Linked DNA regions of Zea mays: region 1 is linked to region 2. A link is a contact called in public Hi-C data. All regions are on one chromosome and are shown on one strand. The core of a region is the stretch at or near the end of the contact, and the rest is flanking DNA. Distances in the headings are between cores, read along the strand shown.

Region 1 (5,943 bases), core at 3,435-5,934, 180 kb after region 2:
ATTTATACATGTAAAGGAAGCGAGATACATGAACGACTTGAAACATTTTAAGGATAGAAGCGACGTAGCTGTTCAATGTTCCAAGCGTTGTTGTAGACTTCGCCTCGATCGTTGGCCAGCTTGTATGTCTCGGGCTTCAGAATTTTGGCGATGATGAATGGCCCTTCCCAGGGAGGAGTAAGCTTGTGGCGCCCTCGGGCGTCTTGTCATAGCAGAAGCACCAAATCTCCCACTTGGAAGCCTCGGGGCCGAATCCTTCAGGCGTGGTAGCGTCACAGAGACTGTTGGTACCGCGCCGAGTGTAGTAAGGCTACGTATCGAGCCTCTTCTAGCTAATCCAATGAATCCTCTCGGCTAGTCTGGTTGTTTTGGTCGTCGTATGCCTTTGTCCTCGGGGAACCGTATTCCAAGTCCGTGAGTAAGATGGCCTCGGCCCCATAAACTAGGAAAAACGGCGAGTAGCCCGTGGCCCTACTCGGCGTCGTCCTCAGACTCCAAACCACCGAGGGTAGCTCTTTTATCCACCACTTGCCGAACTTGTTGAGGTCGTTGTAGATCCTCGGTTTTAGTCCCTGCAAAATCATGCCATTGGCGCGCTCCACCTGCCCATTTGTCATTGGGTGAGCTACGACGGCCCAGTCCACACGGATGTGGTGGCCCTCGCAGAAGTCTAGGAACTTTTTCCCAGTGAATTGCGTGCCATTGTCAGTGATGATGGAGTTTGGGACACCAAAGCGATGGATGATATTTGTAAAGAACGCCACCGCCTGCTTGGACCCGATGCTGGTTAAGGGTCGGACTTCGATCCACTTGGAGAATTTGTCGATGGCGACCAGCAGGTGCGTGAAGCCCCCGGGTACCTTCTGCAAGGGACCGACGAGGTCCAGACCCCATACGGCAAACGACCAAGTGATAGGTATTGTCTGTAGGGTCTGAGCGGGCAGGTGCGTCCGCCTCGCGTAGAATTGACACCCTCGGAAGGAGTGTACAATCCTAGTGGCGTCGGCCACCGCGGTCGGCCAGTAGAAACCTTGTCGGAAAGCGTTTCCCACGAGGGCTCGAGGTGCTGCATGGTGATCGCAAGCCCCCGAGTGTATTTCTTGTAACAACTCTTGTCCTGGGCGACAAATATGTATCGTTGGAGGATGCCTGAGGGGCTGCGGTGGTACAACTCTTTTTCATCACCCAGTAAAACGAGCGACTTGGCACGCCGAGCCAGCCGCTGAGCTTCAGCCTTGTCGAGGGGCAGCTCTCCTCGGAGGAGATATTCTAGGTACGGGGTCTGCCAGCCTAGGTTAGGCGTAACCCCGTACTGCTCTCCCTCGACGCGCAGGGCCTCACCCTCGGTGGGCGAGGGTACCTCGGGCTGGGCCGAGGTCTCCTCGGGTTCGGGCGCGACGTCGAGTTTGACGGATGGTTGATAATGTCCCTAGAGAAGACGTTCGGGGGAACCGTCGTCCGTCCCGAGGCTATTTTAGCCAGCTCATCCGCAGTCTCGTTGTACCGTCGAGCAACATGGTTGAGTTCCAGCCTGTAGAACTTATCTTCCAAGCATCGAACTTTGTCGCAGTAGGACTCCATTTTTCGATCGTGGTAGTGGGAGTTCTTCATGACTTGGTCAATAACGAGCTGTGAGTCGCCACGAGCGTCGAGACACCGGACCCCTAGCTCGACGGCGATGTGCAATCCATTAACTAAGGCCTCGTACTCGGCCACGTTGTTTGACGCCGGAAAATGGAGGCGTATCACGTAGCGCACATGTTTCCCGAGGGGTGAAATGAAGAGTAAGCCAACACCTGCTCCGGTTTTCATAAGCGACCCATCGAAGTACATGGTCCAAAGTTCGGCCTGGATTGGAGCTGTTGGCAATTGGGTGTCGACCCATTCAGCCAGGAAGTCTGCTAATGAAAGTGTTTAGCCCATGAGTTCCACTACCATTTTGCGATCCTACCCAAGGCCTCTCGGCACTGGATGATCTCTCCCAGGGGGAAGGATGACACCACAGTCACCGGATGAGACTCGAAGTAGTGTCACAACTTTCGTCGTGTCAGAATCACCGCGTACAGTAGCTTCTGGATTTGCGGGTAGCGGATTTTGGTCTCGGATAGCACCTCGCTGATGAAGTAGACCGGCCTCTGGATGAGCAGTGCATGCCCCTCTTCTCGTTTCTCGACTACGACCGCGACATTGACCACTTGAGTGGTTGCGACTACGTAAATCAAGAGGGCTTCTCCCACAGCGGGGCACCAAGATGGGCGCATTAATAAGGAGTGCTTTAAGGTTTCCGAGGGCTTCTTCGGCCTCGGGAGTCCAAGTGAAGCGCTCAGTCTTCCTTAAGAGGCGGTACAAGGGCAATCCTTTCTCGCCAAGGCGCGAGATGAAGCGGCTTAGAGCCGCAAGGCATCCCATGACCCTTTGTACTCCTTTTAAATCTTTGATGGGTCCCATGTTGGTGATGGCCACGATTTTCTCCGGGTTAGCCTCGATGCCTCGTTCGGAGACGATGAACCCTAGGAGCATGCCTCGGGGGACTCCGAAGACACACTTCTCGGGATTGAGTTTTACGCCCTTCGCCCTTAGACACCTGAATGTTATCTCAAGGTCAGAGAGGAGGTCGGAGGCTATCCTTGTTTTGACAATGATGTCATCGACGTAAGCCTCGACCGTTCTGCCGATGTGTTCTCCGAACACATGGTTCATGCACCTTTGGTATGTTGCACCTGCATTCCTCAAGCCAAATGGCATAGTAGTATAACAATACATGCCAAAAGGCGTGATAAAAGAAGTCGCGAGCTGGTCGGATTCTTTCATCTTGATTTGGTGATAGCCTAAATAGGCATCGAGGAAAGACAGGGTTTTGCACCCAACAGTGGAGTCCACAATTTGATCGATGCGAGGCAGAGGGTAGGGAACCTTTGGACATGCTTTATTTAACCTAGTGTAGTCTACGCACATCCTCCATTTCCCACCTTTTTTCTTTACAAGCACAGGGTTAGCTAACCATTCGGGATGGAATACCTCTTTGATGAACCCTGCAGCCATTAGCTTGTGGACCTCCTCGCCTATGGCCCTGCGCTTTTCTTCATCAAAACGGCGCAGGTGCTGTTTCACGTGTCGGGCACCGGCTCGGATGTCGAGTGAGTGCTCGGCGACATACCTCGGTATGCCTGGCATGTCCGAGTGACTCCACGCAAAAACTTCGGCGTTTGCGCGAAGAAAGTCGACGAGCACTGCTTCCTATTTGGGGTCGAGCTCGGAGCCAACCCTGACTTTCTTGCCGGCGTCATTGCTGGGGTCGAGAGAGACGGACTTAACCGCCTCAGCTGGTTCGAAGTTGCCGGCGTGCCGCTTCGCGTCGGGCGCCTCTTTGGAGAGGCAATCCAGGTCGGCGATGAGGGCTTCAGACTCGGCACTGGCCTCGGCGTACTCCACACATTCCACGTCGCACTTGTAAGCGTGGCGGTATGTGGATCCGACGGTGATGGTTCCCTTGGGGCCTGACATCTTGAGCTTGAGGTACGTGTAGTTGGGGACGGCCATGAACTTGTCGTAGCACGACCTTCCCAACACCACGTGATAGGTCCCTCGGAATCCAACTACCTCGAAAGTGAGGGTTTCCTTTCGGAAGTTGGAGGGAGTTCCGAAGCAGACGGGCAAATCAAGTTGACCAAGGGGCAGGACGCGCTTACCGGGGACAATCCCGTGAAAAGGTGTCGCACCGGCCCGGATCGCGGTCAGATCGACCCCCAAGAGCCCTAGGGTCTCGGCGTAGATGATGTTGAGGCTGCTGCCTCCGTCCATGAGGACCTTGGTGAGCCTAGCGTTGCCGATGACGGGGTTGACGACAAGGGGTATCTTCCTGGGCTCGATACGCAGTCGGAGTGGTCGCCTTGGTCGAAGGTAATGGGTTTATCGGACTAGTCTAAATAGACTGGCGTTGCTACCTTCACCGAGCAGACCTCCCGGCGTTCTTGCTTGCGGTGCTGAGCCGAGACACTCACTACTTGTCCGCCGTAGATCATGAAACAGTTGTGGACCTCCGGGAACTCCTCTTCCTTGTCACCCCTTTCTTGTTGTTGCCTTGGTCCTTGCCACCTTCTGCCGAGGGTCCTGCCTTATTGAAGTAACGCCGGAACATGTCGCACTCTTCAAGGGTGTGCTTGACGGGACCCCTGTGATAAGGGCACGACTCCTTGAGCATCTTGTTGAACATGTTGGCCCCTCCGGCAGGCTTCTGAGGATTCCTGTGCTCGGCAGCAGCGACGAGATCCGCGTTAATGGCGTCGCGTTTCGCTTGCGCCTTCTTCCTGGTCTTCTTCTTCGTGCCACGCTGGACGGACGCCTCGGAGGCGTCTTCCTTCTGTCTTCCCTGAGGCTGCTTGTCCTTCCGGAAGATGGCTTCGACCGCCTCCTGACCAGAAGCGAACTTGGTGGCTATGTCCATCAATTTGCTCGCCTTGGTGGGTGTCTTACGCCCTAGTTTGCTCACCAGGTCCCGGCATGTGGTGCCGGCGAGGAAGGCTCCGATGACATCCGAGTCGGTGATGTTGGGCAACTCGGTCCACTGCTTTAAAAACCACCGGATGTACTTTCACAGGGATTTCCCTGGCTGCTGGCGGCAGCTCTGAAGATCCCACAAGTTCTCAGGGCAGACGTACGTACAAATTTCCAGAGAAGGCCTTGACAAGTTCGTCGAGCCGAACAGCGACCTGCACTCGTAGGCTCAGGCGCGGTTTACCCTGACCCACATACGATAGTTGATGTGGGTGAAATGGACTTTTTAAGTCCAAAATAAGCGTACTAACACCGGCAGCCGCCCCAAATCTCAGTCGGGTCATTCCAATCGAAACCCTAGAAGCGCTCCGCCGAGCTCCAGGTTCCCGAGCTCGCCGCTTTCTCGCGGAGTAAAAAGGCCGAGGCCGGGACAACCTACTTGTGCTACCTCAACGGTTCAGCCATGGATCTGGAGATCGTTGGGCGGCATGCCTTACTGTTCGACGACGACGCGACGGCGGAGCTCGTCAACTCCGGCGTCTCCCTTGTCCCCTGGGCGGCCGTCGGCGCGGCAGACCTCCTCCTCGACCGCCACGACGTCCGCCACCTCCTTGACCGCGTGCCCCCTCGCCCGCACCGCGCCTACTCGATGGCCCTCCTCTCCGCGCCCTCCCCTGACGGCGTCTCTGAGACCGAGCTCGATCGCGAGCGCTACCTTGACCTCCCGGCTGGCGACGGCGAATACGAGGGTTCTGGGGATGCGGCTCCTTCAGGTATAAATGAATCTTCCTTTCGCGCCGCCTCTCTTCTCCTCTCTTCTCGCCTCTCGTATCTGTAACTGTCAGCTTCTGCCTTATCCTTTGTGGATATACTTGAGCTCAAGTTTAGTTTGTTCCGTTCTACATTTTGATGTACCTCTGCTGACTTTGCCCTCTTATATGTTTGACCATGTTTTAAGGAGTCATAATCCTACATTATTCAGACTCATTTCAATGAAGCATCAAGTACAAATTCAAAATAAGTCTATTAATTGGTTGGGATTTCAGTGGTATGGTCGCAGCCCTGTTGAGCCAAACTGTATAAGGAATTTTTCAGATATTACTCCCTTGTATATGACCTCACACGTACTGATCTCTTCTCTGCTGTTTGATTTTTTTGGTTAGCAGCAGACTAACGTTGTAGTAACTGTTTGTTTCTTGCAAACAAACAAGGTTCATAGAATATCCAATCGTATCCAAATAACAGTATCACTGCCACATGTTTAAATTTAGCAGTGTTCATTGTACATATTTTTTTCCATTGTATACTTTTAAGTTTGCAGGAAGGATGCTTTGACTAGTTCATGAGCATCTTTAATCATTTCAAGTAAGGGACTTTCTTCTGTTGCTCGGCAGATGGAATTTGTGCCTGCATTTTTCTTCCCTACTCCTATTTCTGTTATTTACTATA
Region 2 (5,565 bases), core at 2,631-5,130:
TACAAGGACCTCCCTGTTTGTGACCTGGCTGACAAAATTAGGATAATGATCATGCAACTATTCTACAAGAGGAGGCGGATAGGAAGGAGGTTGGAGGGAAAGATTTTACCTTCTATCATAGCACAACTCAATGCAAGAACTAGAGGACTTGGACACTTGGAGGTCATAAAAGGCGATGACTATGTTGCAGAGGTGAGAGACAATGGTGATTGTTTTTCTAGATATGTGGTGAAGGCTCATCTTAGAGAATGTTCATGTAAGGAATGGCAACATACGGGGAAGCCCTGCCACCATGCATTATGTCTAATTACCGCACAGCAATATAGAAATGTAATGATGGAGGAGTTTGTCGACGATTACTACTCAGTTGACATGTTTAGGAAAGCTTATGAGAGATTGGTGGAGACAATTGAAAGCAAATTATTTTGGCCAAAGGTGGATTTTGCAAAGGAGGTTGGTGCTCCACTAGGCAAGAGAGGCGTGGGACGTCAAAGGAAAAATAGGTTCAAGAGTTGTCTAGAAGGTGGGAGTAGTAAGAAAAAACCTGCCAACGAAAGTGAGAAAGCTAAGAAGATTATTCGAGGCAAATTCAAGTGCCCTAATTGTGGGGAGTTAGGGCATAGGAAGACAAGCTACAAATGCCCACTAAATGGAACGAAGAAAAGGTACTATTATAATCTCATATTTGTTTTTATAAATTAATTTTGGTTGTTTATCTAATAATCATCTGCACAGGAAAAGGAAACCAAGAAAGAACTCAACAAAGAAATGGTTTCCTAAGGAGCCAGCTGAAGCTTCTTCATCACAGCCAGAACTAGGGGAATCTGGTCAACACCAACTTGTCTCCACTAATGTTCCAGAAGAAATAGTTGGTACTACCCCACAGAGGAGAGTGAGGTGTGCTGTCAAAAAGAAGATTACTCCGAAGAAGAAGATCTGCTTCTGAGTAGCTGCTTAAGTACGACAGTTGTGTCTGTATTTTAAGTATGAATTATGGCAGTTGTGTTTGTATTTGAAGTATGAATTATGGCAGTTGTTTCTGGCAGCTGTCAACAATAGAATTATGGCAGTTGTGTCTGTATTTTAAGTATGAATTATGGCAGTTGTGTCTGTATTTTAAGTATGAATTATGGCAGTTGTGTTTGTATTTGAAGTATGAATTATGGCAGTTGTGTTTGTATTTGGAGTATGAATTATGGCAGTTGTTGCTGTTTCTGGCAGCTCCAACAACGCCTTCAGTTGCTTATCTGCAGTTTTCAGAAACTGGCCAGTTCCATGTCACATATTCAGGTGCTACTAAATTGCATGGATCAAAAGACAGTAGAATCAAAAGACAGTAGATCTGTTAGCTGCCATTATTTGCCATATTTTCAGTTAGCATTTTCAGTTAGCCAGTTCAGTTAGCATTTTCAGTTCAGTTCAGTTAACCAGTTCAGTTAGCTGCCATTATTTGCCATATTTTCAGTTAGCATTTTCAGTTCAGTCATGACTGAACAGATTTTCTATGTTGGTTGAAGGCTCATTCGGTTCTGCTGGTTCACTGGTTATCATTCGGTTCTGCTGGTTCACTGGTTATCATCGGGCAACAGTTTGGAGATCAGGCTAGACCTATGTGTGATAAAAAAAATGACAATATATCATGGGAACAATTCAGGTGGACCATGTTCTCTGAGAAATATTCAGGTGGAAGAAGAACAGGAATCAGCTAATCTTCAGCAACTAGTACCAGCATCATCCCATGCAAAAGGGCCTATGGACCAGCATATTCATGGGAACAATTCATCCTGGCAAGGTTCTGAATCACCTCCATCGAGGGGTAACGAACTCCTCAAAATGACTTCTCATGTTTCCAGTCACTCCACTCCTAATTCGGAAGAGTATCTGTTTTGGGAGCCTCGTGAGCATGCAAAGCAAGATAAGTATGTTCTTAACTACGGGCTCAACTTTGTCAGCTTTTCTTCATTCTTTTTATTAATGAAAAAATGGACCTTCTTGCTAAGCTTATACCCTCTGGAAGCAAAATTATGACTGATATACATTAAATTGCACTGTAGCCATTTCTGTTTAAGTTAATCTGCATCTAAATCTTGCCAGTTTTGTTTTTATTTTCTTGCTTGGCGTGGCAAGAGTTTGTTAATAGAAGAATTTCAGTTCAGCCATATTTTCAGTTAGCATTTTCAGTTAGCTCAAACGCACTGTAATGGAAAGTATAATTATCCCTACTGTTAAAGGAATGTCAACCGAAGGTTGCAAGTTTGTTGGTGTATTATATGCTGGGCTTATGATCGAGAAGAAGTCTGGGCTGCCTAGGCTTATTCAGTACAATGTAAGATTTGGTGACCCAGAATGCCAGGTTAGTTACCCATCTCCAGTATCCAGTATTCATTTTTGTAGAGGAACGAACAACAAATTCCACAAAATTGATTTTAAAAACAAGATCTGAACAAAAGCTTCATACAATATAAGTGTATAAGTTCAAGATACATTATGGCCGAAACCAAGTTGAACTAAAAATACATCATGAACTACAAGTCTCACAAAATACATTGCCAATAGAATACTACATCAAATTAAAACATGGCTATTGTCCAATAGGCAACTCTCTCACAGACAAATAGGTCAGATAGGCTCATTCATATGTGATAAACGGCGATCATTGATCTCATCCGAGTCAAAAGAAGAGTTGTCTTCATCCGAACCACACTGCTCATAACAATCACAATGAACATCAGATTTGAAATCATCGTACATTCCAAGGGCTTCGTAATCCTCAATTAGAGGTTGCGGACCAATAAGAACTTCCTCCAAATTCCTGCTCATAGTGTCTAGACCTTTTGCAATTTCACTAACATCACTCATGGCATTAATCAAGCAATTCTTGTGCACCATATCATAATACTCAGGCACATGATTGCGGCGGCTCAACTTCCTCAACTCATCGGCAGATAACTGCATCTGTCTAATGGCGTCTAAAAGACCATCCCAAACTCGATTATATCTCTGCGCCTACAACCAAATGAATAATGACATTTAATATCACATTATAGTATTGACTGTTACCATAATAAGACATTATGTTAGTTACAGTAAAAACATACCGGATCATGTGTGCTACATAATCGATGGCGCGGACGTAATCTACTAGTGCCATAATCAATTTTGCTCGTGTCGACGATGCATGTGCGCCTAATCCCATCTGCAGCTTCTGCGACATCTTTGCGTGTGTCGGCCCTAGCAGGTCCAGATCCGATACGAATTGATCTTGGTGATTTATCCATGGCCGCAGCGAAGGATCCTACGACGAGCTGCTCAAGGGGCGCCAGGAGAAAGGTGAACTTAACTGAAACTGCTAATGAACTGAAAACACCTGAACACAGAAACTGAAAACTGAACTGAGACTGAAACTTAACTTAAATCCTAAAAACAGAGACTAAAAACTGAACTGAACTGAAACTTTTCAGAATGTAATTTTTAGATGAAACTGGAGAACAGGAGGACGTAACAGCAGCCGGCGAACAGGAGGACGAAACTTTTCAGAATGTAATTTTTAGATGAAACTTTTCAGAATGTAGTTTTCAGAAGAGCACTTGAGAAAGGGGCGCCAGAGAAAGAGAGAGCTGCTACTCACCTGGAGCGCCGGGCAGAGGGACCAAGACCGTCGGGTAGGAGACTCGCGAGCTCGACGAGGAGCACCGCAGACTGGCGAGCTCGATGAGCGCTGGGAGCAGTCGGGGAGCCAGACAGAGAGGGAGAGGAAGAAAGGAGCGAGCTCGCGATCCGTTCTGAAGAATAGAGGAAGCCCGATCCGTTTTGACGAACGGGAAATCCAAATCTTCAACGTAACAGCAGCCGGCGATGGATAAAAGTGCCCACGATGACAAATTTTCAAACGGAAGGCTATTATAATACTAAGATTCCAATTGCAAGGTTGGGGGTACCAAACTTCCGAAGCCCGCCGTTCGGGATACCTCAGCTCCAAATAACTCGTCTCTAACTGGCGACAAGCATTCTTCAACAAGACATCATCAGCTTCACTTTTTTGGAGTTGAGCCCAAAATCAGAGCCAGTATATTCCTCTAAAAAGAACCTTTAACAATACATAAATATATACATACTAAACGGACGACATCGCGCCAGTGCATCCGTTCGGCTTTGATCACGTTTACATTATGGCTAATTACGACTAGAGGGTGATTAGTAACTGCTAATCTTGTAGAGTCATCTTGTTATCTCTGGATGAGATCACTGCCATCCTTTGTTCTTCAACAATAGGAACTGAAAACTCTAGGTCTTGTAACGGTTTTATATGGCTAGTAATCTAGTCGGTCTTACTTTTTCCATATCTTTTTTTTTTAAATTTACCATGTTTGGTTGGGAATGACTTAGTTTGAGAATCGATTAAGCTGTATTGAATATTTAAGAAGATTTACGTATGTACCATAGCTTAAAAGTTACTCACTTACATGTAAGTGTGGGGGTGTGGGTTAGAACCCATTCTCAGCAAACCCGCACCAATCCAGGCTCGTATAAAATTAACAGCCCCCTCATATAAAATCGATTTTATATTTTTATGGTTTATTCGTGACGCATTTGAATACGGTCCCTTCACCTACCGCGTAATTTTCATTTCAACTTGTAAAAGTTACGAACAATTGGGTTGCGGAAAAACAGTATACTTGTATAAATAAATGCACAAACTGTACTCTATAAAGATACACCAGTGCTATTCAGTCTTGGAGCGGAGCTCAACAAGGGAAGCATAGGCTCCGCCGCTGATGCGCATGAGGGCTTCATGCCTTCCTCTCTCCACAATCTTGCCTTCCCTGAGCACAGCAATCACGTCGGCCCCCTTGATCGTGGAGAGGCGGTGCGCCACCACGAGGGTGGTCCGGCTGACCATGACGCGGTCCAGCGCGTCCTGGACGACGCGCTCCGACTCGGCGTCGAGGGCGCTGGTCGCCTCGTCGAGGAGCAGTATCCTCGGGTCCTTCACTATGGCCCTGGCGATCGCCACCCGCTGTTTCTGCCCGCCGGACAGCTGGATCCCTTTCTCGCCCACCATGGTGTCGTACCCTTGGGGCAGGCCCGATATGAACTCGTGCGCGTTGGCCGCCTTGGCTACCGCCACCACCTCTTCCTCTGTGGCGCCGCCGTGCTTCCCGTACGTTATGTTGGCGCGGATCGTGTCGTTGAACAGCACCGGCTCCTGCCCTACCAGCCCCATCTGGTCCCTTAGCCAGCTCACTCTTAGGCTCTTGATCTCAACGCCGTCCAGGGATATTCTACCGGAATCTGGGTCGTAGAAACGCTCCAGCAAAGCGATTATCGTCGACTTGCCGCTGCCACTCTCTCCGACAAGCGCCACTGTCTGCAGACAAAAAGAAGAAAAAAGAAGGGAAACATTGCGTCCAATCATTTCCATTCCACAAGATGGTAAATGGCTGCAGGGGCTAACTGTACCTTTCCAGATGGAATGCGCAAGGTGAAGTCGCTGAATATCTGGACGTCAGGACGCAGTGGGTACTTGAAGCTGACGTTGCTGAAATCGATGTTGCCACTGACAAC

Evidence for each region. A called contact is a pair of places that touch in the nucleus more often than the background predicts.
Region 1: a Hi-C map of leaf shows a contact between it and region 2, with 4 times the contacts expected there. The contact joins the promoter of LOC100383427 here to the promoter of LOC103636201 in region 2. A contact is called at or near these places in 2 of 25 Hi-C or Micro-C datasets (both in leaf).

The regions. Positions count from the first base shown.
Region 1 is chr8:156,846,725-156,852,667 of Zm-B73-REFERENCE-NAM-5.0, forward strand. It overlaps LOC100383427 (SWAP (Suppressor-of-White-APricot)/surp domain-containing protein), which reads left to right and starts at 4,685. Exons shown (of 3, transcript NM_001176078.1): 1 at 4,685-5,267.
Region 2 is chr8:156,670,639-156,676,203 of Zm-B73-REFERENCE-NAM-5.0, forward strand. LOC103636201 reads right to left here and starts at 3,881. Exons shown (of 3, transcript XM_020542459.3): 1 at 3,629-3,881; 2 at 3,099-3,305; 3 at 2,458-3,006. The coding sequence starts at 3,278. The coding sequence ends at 2,620. LOC103636202 (ABC transporter B family member 4) reads right to left here. Exons shown (of 12, transcript XM_008658553.4): 11 at 5,461-5,565; 12 at 4,548-5,368. The coding sequence ends at 4,724. It overlaps LOC118473157, which reads left to right. Exons shown (of 3, transcript XM_035961868.1): 2 at 1-665; 3 at 736-1,180. The coding sequence ends at 946.